Linked DNA regions of Mus musculus: region 2 is linked to region 1. A link is a contact called in public Hi-C data. All regions are on one chromosome and are shown on one strand. Each heading gives the region's core, a stretch centred on a gene start, on an enhancer-like site or on the middle of the called end of the contact. The rest is flanking DNA. Distances are from core to core; before and after follow the strand shown. Region 1 has its middle 72 kb from the start of Nefm. Region 2 overlaps Gm41190 (a long non-coding RNA gene).

What was found. A called contact is a pair of places that touch in the nucleus more often than the background predicts.
Region 2: a contact with region 1 is called in a Hi-C map of the N1E-115 cell line, with 5 times the contacts expected there. The contact joins two enhancer-like sites. A contact is called at or near these places in 1 of 484 Hi-C or Micro-C datasets (the N1E-115 cell line) and 5 of 115 datasets of contacts at active chromatin or transcription factors (cardiomyocytes, differentiating embryonic stem cells, embryonic stem cells and 1 more).

The regions. Positions count from the first base shown.
Region 1 is chr14:68,194,178-68,199,908 of GRCm38.p6, forward strand. No RefSeq gene overlaps it. Among named protein-coding and RNA genes, the nearest start is that of Nefm, 72 kb to the left of the region's middle. Within about 2 kb of position 3,499, at least 36 of the 459 cell types and tissues checked have an H3K27ac peak or open chromatin away from gene starts, as enhancers often do. A contact at or near this core is called in the N1E-115 cell line, where this site is marked.
Region 2 is chr14:68,444,839-68,450,718 of GRCm38.p6, forward strand. The region is part of intron 2 of Gm41190 (a long non-coding RNA gene); the gene reads right to left. The region is part of intron 1 of Gm31227 (a long non-coding RNA gene); the gene reads left to right. Among named protein-coding and RNA genes, the nearest start is that of Gm31227, 10 kb to the left of the region's middle. Within about 2 kb of position 2,598, at least 11 of the 459 cell types and tissues checked have an H3K27ac peak or open chromatin away from gene starts, as enhancers often do. A contact at or near this core is called in the N1E-115 cell line, where this site is marked.

The sequences.
Region 1 (5,731 bases), core at 2,249-4,748:
TAGATGTTTTTATTACTAAATTCTGTTTGTTTGTTATCTCTCTTTTCAAAAGACTTTATCTGTGTTAGTAGGAAATTATGTATCCTCTGATTTTTTTTTCAGCTTCTGTTTTGTACCAATGACCTATTTACTTTTTAAATAATTAAAAGGTTTGGATTATAATATAATTATGTCTTTTCCCCTTTCTCTTTGCGCCCCCACAATCCCCTTGCTCTCATTTAAATTTATGGCCTCTAGTCCTGCAGTGACGTGATGTATCAGTGTGTGTGTGTGTGATACCTGGAGGGGGCTCCCCCTTCTCAGAGGAGAAGAGGACAGGAAATGGGGGAGGATTTGTGTGAAGGGACTGGGAAGAGGGGGGGCTGATATTGTGATATAAAGTGAATAAATAAATGAAAAATAAATTCATTGCCTTTTTTCTTTAATCGTCATTACATCTATACGTACATACGTATATAACACACATATATTACTAACTATATAAATAAAACCTTTCAGTCTGTATAATGTTACTTGTACATATTAGATTCAGGGATGATCTTTGTTATTAGATAACCAATCAGGATCCTTTTTCCTGGGGCAGACTGTTCATCCACTCTCAGCATCTTCTAGTTGCCTGAGGGTTTTTGTCTATGGTTGAAGCCTCCTGTGCCCCTCTCCTGAGTTCCATGTTAGTATGTCCATCAGTGTCATCCTTCCACCCCATTCCATGCTAGTATGTCCATCAGTGCCATCCTTGTTCTAGTCGTGTTTAGTTAGCCATGCTGAGGAGACTTCATGGGCGAAGCTTCTCTGACTTTTCTAGGGGCACAATCTCACAGCAAATGTACCTGACCCTCTGGCTCTTCTATCTTTTTGCCCCCTGAGCCGTAGATGCAGGAAATCACTGTATCAATCCTGATTAGTTAATAATTAATAGTTCATTTTTCCTTCGTAACTTGAAATGCTACTTAATGACAAGTGCTTAGTTCTAGATTGTCCACTATTTCAATGGTTTATTTATTTAGACCAGTGAGATCAAAACAAAAAACATTAGACTCAACCTTCATATTTGTTAGGTAAAACGATCTCTCGTATTGTCTCTTGCTCATCTGTATCTTAGAAGTCCTAACAGCTTACTTTTCCTTAGCCCTTTAAAATTAGCTTGTCAAGTTCTACTAAAAATTCTGGTGTCTTTTAGTATGATTAAATTAATTTTATAGATTAAATTGGAAAGTTTGATATCTTTATGATACCAAGTCTTCCTGTCCAGTGTCATCAAATATCTCTCAATTTATTCTGCTCTTCTTTTATATTCGTCTATAAACTTTTATAGGACTGTCCAGAAGGTCTTACATATAATGTCCATTCCTAGAAGCCTAGTTCCTGCTGCTTTTGTGGGAAATGCGATCGTTTTATAAGAAATATATTGATTGGAGCATGTTGGTCTTGGAGTTGATTTCCAGCTGAGATATATATTTTCAGCTCAATGGGTAAAGCTTACTTAATTTGTTTAAGTGGGGGAAAGCCTTAAATAAGGATTGTAAGGCAGAACACACATGTTAACCATTAGCTAATTTCATTTGCAGAAAAAGAAATAACTAAAATCTTTAAAACACCATAAGGCAATTGCAAAGAAAGTAACCTGAGATAAAAATTTTAAATGTAAGAGAGAAAAATATCAATATTACATAGAGGTAGGAATTTCTAATAAATGAAAATGATAATTACCATAGTAGAACAAATAGATGAAGGTCAAGAATAAGCCATCTGTAGAAGTACAGAGAAATACACATCTTTAGTATATGTGGATCAAGGATCAGCTCATTAATAAAGAGCTACAGTGACTCTTAGCACCAGAACTCACTACTTATCAACCTGGCAAAGGCAAGTGACTGACCCTAGTTGCTGCCATCACTTTGGAGACAGGCTTGTGCATACTGACTCGTAATAAGTAGCATGAACCTGGAGATTGCTTACACTCGAACACAGCGATCACACTTTTCTAATTTCTAAGATATGCACAGCTGAGGCGTTTTAGTGGTTGCGCCTAGCGATGAACGATTCTCAATAATTTAAACAATTTCCCCAAAGCTGGCTTACGTAGAGTGCTCAGAACTCAGCATCCTAAATGCAAATGAGCACCACGGAGATTTCTTTAAACGTTTTAAATCATAGAATCTTTTTTTGAAGGGGGAAGATATACTGCAAGTAATTAGTTTGCTCTCTGACATGTTTTGAGATATGTAGGCATCATGTCGTATTGTGGACTGAACTGCCAAGTGATTTGTAGCAACACTGAAAACTGCAGCCAAACTCAGCTAATATTCCAAATGTGTAAAAAAAAAAAAAGGTTGTATTTAGCCCGTGGGACAGCAAATGAATTGAATAGTGTGAGGACTTTAAATGCACTTTAGAGAGTTAATTAAGGCAGAGAAAAAACGTGTATGATATTTAGTGATGTGAAAAACAAAGCTATGTATGGCGTGTAATATACTTTGAGTGAAATATACATTTACAAATACATATGTATATTTATTTACATGTGCCTAGAGATGTGCGCAGGGGGAGAGAAAACTCAAAATGTTAATAGATGTAACTGCTGACCTGTGATTATTCGTGACTCTAATTTTCTGTCTTGATTTATTTCGTTATCCCTTAATGACTGCTAATTACTTTGATTTGAAGGCAAACGTCATGCTTTTAAAGTTATTGCCAAAGATCTGTCTTTTATACTCCTGTTAGTTGTTATTGAATGCATCTCCTCCCACCCCTCTGTTCCCTTCTCACTTTTCTAGTCTCTAGTCTCTACAGAGCCCTGTTTAGGCTGCCAATTATTTTAAAATGTGACTGCAGTTGGTCTAATGCAGCTGCTCTCACTGCTTCAAGGTGACATTGATTTTTTTTTTCCTTTAAGCGAACGTTTCTTTTGGTGCAGAAAACAATACCTCTTACAGGATCTGTTGCATTTTAAAAGTGTGTGTTTAGATGATGTGAGTTCCATGAATAATTTACTGAATAATGGATATGCTACGTGAAATCTAACCCTTCCTGGTTCTGAAGACAGCATGTTACATGAATGGCAGGCCAGCAAGGGCTCTGAGTCTTGGGAAAATACCTTGTTCCCCAGTTGCCTGGATCTCATCTCATGCGCATTCCCAGCCACGTGCTTGCCAGATCCTATCGGTTCCTAGACCCAGTCTTTTCCATTTTCACTCCCTTGAAGAATTCCTGATGCTCTCTTGTAGTTCAAAACCAATCTCACTCTTTGTTATGTTGTTACAGCAACAACAACAACCCCCAACCCCCCCCCCCCCCCCAAAAAAAAACCAGGGCTGCGGAGATGACTCAGTGAGTGGGTAAGAGAGCTTGTGGCTCAAGTCTGAGGGCCTGAGTTCCGAGGCGCAGCACTCAGCCCTTGTGGCTGTGCGCTTCTATAACACCCCTCCCCCTACGCTGGGGCCACGGAAGGCACTGGAGACTCGAGCTTGCCAGTTAGCCAGCCTCCCTGAAAGAATGATGAGCTCGGGTTCAGTGAGGTAACCGGTCTCCAGAGGCTGAGGGAAGTGCTACCTCCTCCATGTGTGAGCATGCACGCGCGCGCAAACACACACACACACACACACACACACACACACACACACACACACACACACACACACACCGCCCCCTGCTCTAGATGATGAATCTAAAGAGAATTTGCACTTATCCCCCATTAGCAGAACAGCCCTATCTCAGGTCCCAGGAGGGATGTTTCTTTGTCTTCTCTTTAGTGTCCCACTTTCCCTCTAACTTAGGTCCTTCATGCTTTCAGGAGGCAGAGAGGATTCTCATGTAGGACAAAGGAGAGAAACAGCTTAGCATCAACATTTAGGGATGTGGTGTCAGTCGTAGGTAATTTGGTCCACAGTGAGATGACAGGACAAAGGGCTCTTCCTGCAGGGTTAGGAGTATCCCTTAGTGGTGAAGCACTTGGCTAGTAAGCCCAAGGCCCCTTGTTCAAGCTCCAGGGATGGCAGCAGCACCCCCCCCCACACACACACTCACACACACACATAGAGAAACATAATAAAATTATCACGTGGATATCTCTTTAGGATTCAGAAATTCATAGGTCAGTTTATGATTTTAAAGTTATGCAAAGGTGTAAACATTTGCATATTTTACTTTCAAGGCCGGGAATTCTGTACAGTAATCCTTACTGGTACCTCTACTTTGGTTTAAGGGATGGTAGGTGTCGAAGTCCCCTACTGCTCCACTGCAGTTCAAACCCACCTTTATACACTTTAACATCGTTAGTCAACTCAAAATATTTCTGGGAATTTTCTTTGTTGCTTTTATCAAACAAAACACATTAAAACAAAATAAATAACCCAATGACCTCTACTGCTTTCCTCGGTGGATGGATTTTTAATAACATCCCCCTTTTAACTACTCCTTGTTACTTTAAGTGAGAAACACACACAGCAGTCTTGTAATCAGCCAGTGACTCCTCTGGGCATTCACTCCCCACCTCTGCATTCCTTCTGCCTCTTCCAGAGCTTTCTTCTCCCACCTCCCCTGGGCTGTCTGCTTTGTCATTATAACAGCAGGTCAAATGTCACTTATTTAGTCACTGTCACGCAATGGGAATATCCTCTTCCCCCTGCCCCCACTCCTGCCTTTTCACTTTCCTTCCTCATTTTTCTTGCAGAGCGTGCTGGGGTCTAAAATCCGCTTTATTTTCTTCTTTACTTAGCTGTTTATAGTCTATCAGAGGACTGTCCCCATCTCTTCTTATAGCTGCTGGAAACCAGCAAGAGTAGCAGGTGCATGCATCACAGTGCTCGTGATCTGAGGGAGTGGGCGGGGTCAGCGAGTGAAACGGAACTCCAATAGGCTAAAGCCGAATCCTCACCTTTCAGTGTCCCTGTTCTCCTTAGTCATGCTGCAGGACATGCATCAGACACTTGCACTCACCTTATTGCTTCGAATACCCATGCCTTATTATCACCTTTCCAAAAGTGTGCTTAACTAAGGTTTGCTCAGCAAGACCTGTCTGAGTAACGCTATTTAAAATTCCAAGCTGCTGCAACTGGGGCTAAGGGTGCTCAGTCAATACGCTGTTTGGCTTGCAAGCACAAGGATCTGAATTTCATCTGGAAATCAGCATAAAATTGCAGGGCACAGTACTGGGGACCAGGACTTGGAAGTGGGAGGCGGGCAAATTCCTGAGGCTCCATGCCCAGCCAGATTAGTCTGTTTAGCCAGTTGCAGGCCAGTGAGAGACTGGCTCAGATAAATGAATGAATGGATGAATGGATAAATGAACGAATGAAGGTGGCTGTTACCTGAAGAACAGTACCCAATGTCTTCTGGCTCCCACATGCAAATGTACAGACACATGCGTGTGCATGCGCACACATGTGCATACATGCATGTGTGCACACACACTTCAAATTTTTCCTGCACAAAAATCAGGTAAATTCTGATCTGTCTTATGTGTTGATGTTCCTCTTAAAACACGTGTTGCCCTTGAAGGACTTAGCTGGTGGTTATTCACTGTGTTGTGATGCCTCCTTCTTTTTGTTCCCTAGGTCCCTCCCCACACCTGCTTGCTCTGTACCCCATGGGTCCTTGTGTGAGCACCTGTGCTCTCTGCAGGATCACCCCACCTTGACTGCCCCTCACCCAGTCTTTTGTTCTTAAAGGTGACTCTGACCTGCCTATCACCCCCTCTTCACCTCTGACCGGTCCTGTGCCACATTTCTCT
Region 2 (5,880 bases), core at 1,348-3,847, 250 kb after region 1:
ACCCCTCAAAGGCTCATGTACTGAAAGCTTCGACCTCAAATAGTAGAGTCCACTACTAAGAAGAGACTAGAACATGATAACTCTGATCTGAGCAGTGAATTAATCCAATTAAAGATTCTTAACTTGATGGCATTATTGGAAGGGGCTGGCAGAAGGAGCCAGCTTGGGGGAAGGGCTTGTGAAGGATCATGAGTGACTATAACTATGAAGAATATCTTGTCCCTGCCTCACTTCCTCACTGTCTTCATTTCCACCTCCTCCTTGAAATCTATGAGGTAAGATCTTTTACTCTCTCACACACTCCCTACCATGATGTGTCAGCCTCAGGATGGTCCCAGAAACAATGGAACTCAAAGAGTATGACTGAGCCCTTGGACACCATGGGAAGCAAATGTAAATCTTTGCTCATTTTAAATTTCATTTTTCCTTGTGTCATTTATCATTACAATAAAACGCTAACATATATTGTTCAGTTAAAAAAAAAGCCAGTTAAAGAATTCTGTATATTATTTTCCATACTGTGGTGGTTTGAGTAGGCATGGCTCTCATATACTCAAGTGTTTCGATGCTTGGTCTAAAGGGCGTAGCACAATTAAGAGGTGTGACATTGCTGGAGTGGGTGCGGCCTTGTTAGAGAAAATGTGTCATTGTGGGAGTGGGCTTTGAGGTACCTCCTATGCCCAAGCTAGGCCAAGTGTGGCACACAGTCTCTCCTTGTTGCCTGTGGATCAGGATGTAGAACTCTAAGCATCATGTCTGCCTGCATGCTACTGTGCTTCCCACCATGACAATAATGGGCTAAACCTCTAACTGTAAGCCAGACCCAACTAAATGTTTTCCTTTATAGGAGCTGCTGTGGTCATGGTATCTCTTCACAGCAATATATCCTAACTAAGATACAAATACACATTATAATCTCATCGCTTCTTGTCTCTCTTTAGAACTAGGCAACCTGCCAGCATAATATAGAAACTTTGGTCCATTTTTCTAACTTAAAACAGGCTTAGTTGCCATTTCCTAACAGTTCCCCGGCCTGCTAAATGTAATGCTTTATTATAAATATGATTTATGAAAATTTAACACAATAAATGTACTTGTAGCTTACAAAAAAGAACAAGATAGCAAGAATTTAACCTCTAGGCAGCCTTTATGAAAGTATAGGAGATCTCTCTCTGTATGTCTCTCTGTCTCTCCCTGCTCCCCCCCCCCCCCCGGTGTGTTCGTGTGTCCATGTGTGTCCGTGTGTGTCCGTGTGTGTGTGTTTGCATGCAAATCAAAGAAAAATTGAATGCAAGTCTTCTTGGGAATGCTAAACAAGGGACTCCTTAGAAGGAAACTGAAATTTTCACAGATAGGACTTACATCTTTCTTTTTCTCATAAAGGAATGAACTCAGAACTCTACATCTCCAGGATACCTGACCACTGGCCTGCTCTGTTTCTACATAGAGACTGCCTCATGCTGTCTCTGAGGAATGCTGTGTTTATGTTGCCCCATTTTCCAAAGCTCTCTTAATAAGCTTTGGAGCAAAGGCTACTATGTAAACCTTCATGTTTGGAATTAAGTGTAATGCATGAAGAGAGATTTTCTTCTTTCTTGATGACACTAGCCCAGCAGTTTAGAATAAATTGGTCTATTAATCACTAATCAGATTTTCCAGATTACCAAGTAAATATTTACATCATGTGACTGCAGCATAGTTGTGAAGGTTCCCATAATCCTTTGAAGGGACATAACATGGTGGGATGCTTTTAATACTTGCTGAACTTGTTACTCTAACTCTTTATCTTAGCTTTTAAAACATTTACTTTATTAGTCTGTGTGTGTGTGTGTGTGTGTGTGTGTGTGTGTGTGTGTGTGTGTGTGTGCATTTGGGTGCTTACAGGGCCCAGAAGGGATAGCAGAGCCCTTGGAATTAGAGTTAGACTCGTGCAGGGAACTGAACTTGGGTCCTTTAGAAGACCATCAAATGCTCTTCACTGTTGAGCTATCTTTCTGACTCTGGATCAAGGTTTCTTATCGTCCCTTTTTCCATTACTTTTCCTCTTAGCTCGCTCTTTCCTCTCTCATTATCCTGTATGCTCGCCTCTCTCCTAGCGTGTTATGGAATGCAGATCTGAGAGTGGCACTTTCTTCCTTAAAATTCTTTCCTCCCATCCTCAGTAATTTTAGGGGGAGAATTCACCATCTGACTGGTACCTTTATCATTTTCTGGCTCTTTATCATATGTCTAATGGTGAATTACCAACATCAGTGACTTAGACCAATTCACAGAAGTGTTTGTCACAGTTTTCTCTCACTATAACATGGGGTTGTGGTGTTTCTGCTTCAAAGAGCTATGGTGACACTGTAAATGGGACAAAGGATATACCAGGCTCGATTTCGTGTATGACATGAAGTAAGAACTCAAGAGACACTATTGCTATATATATGTTCAAATCTCCTACCTCTTTGCTGAACTGCAAACTATGGTCTGACCTCTGTTAACGACCTAGTAGCATGCTTCCAACTAACCCAGGTTTGCCGTGCAGTGCCTGTTCTCTAGGGCAGGAGCTGGGAAGAGGTGTTTGTGGAGTAATAGGGAAAGTATCCACATAGGAAGGTTATGTGCAAATAAAGATTCAAAGTCCACCGGGTGGCAAGCTGGAACAGGCAGTGACCAGCAAGCCCAGGTTGTCTGGAGGCATACTCTGTCTAAACAGACCCAGAGAAATCTTGCTAGGAGTGTTTGGTTGAAAACAGCTGGGCTGTGAGTTGAGCCTCAGAAGGGCTCTTCTTGGATGAGCAGCTTCAACTTGAAATGGCCACAGCAGGGTGAGGGTGAGGACATGATCTCCAGTCGTCCCGAGCAACAACAGAGACAATATCCAACGCCTCAAGGGAGGCTCAGAGCTCTTCTAAATCATTGCTGCAAAGGAAGTCACATTTAATCAGTGCAGATGACATAAATCAGGGTGAGCTCATTGGAAATGCAAACATCACAGACAGCCTTGGCTGCAGTCTTCTGCCAACAAGGGCAATTCATCTCAGCATCTGCTGGTCAAGGGGACACGGTGGCTCCACATCCTTGCATGCTCTCTGCTTTTTTTCCTTTTTATTTATTCTTCTCTCATACAATGCATCCCAGCAGCAGTCACTTTCCTTTCCTTCCACTCATCCCTGCCACTCTGACCTATGTCTTTCCTCTCCCCCAGATCCTCTGCTCCTCTGTTAAACTTCAGAAAACAGCAGGCATATCAACTGGACAAGGCATAACAAAATACAGTAAGACTAGGCACAAGCTCTCATATCAAGATTGGAATTGGAACCCCAGTAGGAGAAAAAGGGGTCCCAAGAGCAGACAAAAGAGCTGGAGGCACACTCATTCCCACTACAAAACCCCCAAGCTAATAACCATAGCATATAGGCAGAAAACCTAGTGCAAAGACACACAGGCTTCAGGGTTGCTACTTGTCTCTGTGAGCCCCTGTGAGCCTCTGTGAGACCCTGTGAGACCCTGTGAGCCCCGTTTAGTTGATTCTTTGGACCGTATTCTCCTAGCACACCTCTGCTTTAGAGAAGGCGATTAACAGACAAGTTTGCTATCACAGACTACTCATTCTGGCTTTCTAGAGTTGGGAGTGGGAGGGCTAGGGAACAATGATCACAAGTTCAAGGCCAGCCTGAGTAGCATAGAGCCCATCTGAAAATAAATACTTTAAAAACATGCTTGGGGAGACAATTCAAACGTAGGACATTATCCAAACACGTGAGAGCCTCCAAATTTGATTCTCAGTACCAAAAAGAAAATAAAAGAAAAATTGTTAATTAAAATTGAATATGGCTAGGGAAATGCCATGAGATATTTGCTTCCGTTGCTTAGGTATCCACCTGGCCTTCCTCATACCTTCCCGTACCTTAATTTATTGCTACTGAAATTTTTAATTTTCACTGTCTCCCTGATTCCTATAGGACAATTTCACAGATGTTATGCCTCTGTGACCTACCTGAAATCTTGTCATCCAAGTCACAGATCACTTGTCTGGACTACCCTGGTGGGACTGACTCTTTCTATATTGGCTGTACTGACATGTCTGTCTCCTCACTAAGCCATTGGATATTTGACACATTTATTTTCATTTCCCTATAGCCTTCTTCAGTCATCACATAAGGGTTGAATCCTGTGTTATCACATTTGTCTTTGTCTTAGGAGACAAAGACATGGGACATATTCAGAACCAACATTCAGGAAAATAACTTAAGATGTTTGGAGTCTCTAGCCACATTTATTTATTTTCTTATTTAACCCTCTCAGCATGCAAACAATCTATGTAATTTTATCACTGAAGTTCTAGAGAAAGAGCCAGGGGAGTTCCAGGCCAGCCTTAGCTATATAATAAGACCGGGTGCCCAAGAAGTGTATGAAGGAAGTGACTAACAGTCAGGGAGTTAAGTGGCCAGTGTTACATCACAGAGCTTGTAGAGACCAAGGAGGTTGGTACACCTGAGTATCCTAAGCTCAGCCATTCATACTGCTCAGCTAGCCCTGAACTAGGGCATAGAAATTTGTTCTAAAACAACATGATTCTAAATGATACAATTGTAGAAATACTGTGGTCTTTTACAACACAGTATAATCTTACCCCTAGTGAGACAACTTATGGGACCAGTTCTACACAAAACAGATGCCCCCATATGAGCACAGAAGGCTTGAGTAAATCCTACCTGCAAATGCTCAGAAGGATGTGGGCTACAGAAGGCTTGAGGGACAAGGGTTTATAGCATCTGCCCCAAGCTCTTGATGGCTGCTTCTAAAACATTTCTCTTAATTGGTGTATGCTTGCCTAAACATACTATTTTGATGTGTCTCATGTGGAATATAATTCTTGGCTATCTTAATTAGTCAACGAGAAACTTTTCTGTCTTAAATGAGTGAAATAACATCATCAATTAGACTTTTTATCCAGGAAGTAATATTATTAAAATGCTAACAATGGTAGTAGTTTTTGAGGTTTACTTCTAGCCCATCAGTAATGATGGAAGAACCCACCTTTACTATTTTGAAGTAAGTAGTTCCCCCGCCACTGGGAAAGGTGACATTCCTTGCTTCTCGTGCTTAGATTACCCTGCCATCTATTAATGCATATCCGATTTAGTATTACTTCTCTTTCCTGTTCAAAAACCTGTCCTCCAGGGCCTGTGATAGGGCACAGAGGGCAAAGGTGATTGCTGCAAAAGCCTGGCAGCCTGAGTTCAATCCCAGGAACCCAGGAAAAAGTGGAAAGAAAGAACCAGCTCCATGAAGTGACAAACAGGGTATTGTAATTACTCTATCACCGAGCAACATATGAAACCTCAACAAATATAAATTGGTGTGAATAAATTTATTTAGGCCGTAGATAAATCATTAGCTCATACTATCAGTGGTTGTAAATTTTAGATTTGGAATTTGAGTGTCTTTTGGCTTTCTTTATGTAATAATGTCTTTGCCCAATTTGTACAAAGGTCAGCTCGTTATTGAGATAAAATTTAAGGCACTTGTAAGTGTACAATTTTGTGAAACTAAATCATATGCAAAGGAAGTTTGAGACTATCAGAGTTTCAAAATTCTTCCTGGGAATCTAGAAATAACCAGTTTCAGACACCATGTTTGAGCATTGTTTGATCATTACATGATTTTTTCTTTTTTGCCCTGCCTCCTGGTTCCCCCCTCCCAGAGCTCTCCACCACCCCTTTGCATCTGAGAGGTTACTTCCCCCATCCCCCTTCTCTAGGGAATCAAGTTTCTACAGGATTAGGAGCATCTTCTCCCATGGAGGCCAGACAGGTCAGTCCCCTGCTACCTATGTGCCTGAGGCCCTGGACCAGCCAGTGTATGTTCTTTGGTTGGTGACTCAGCCTC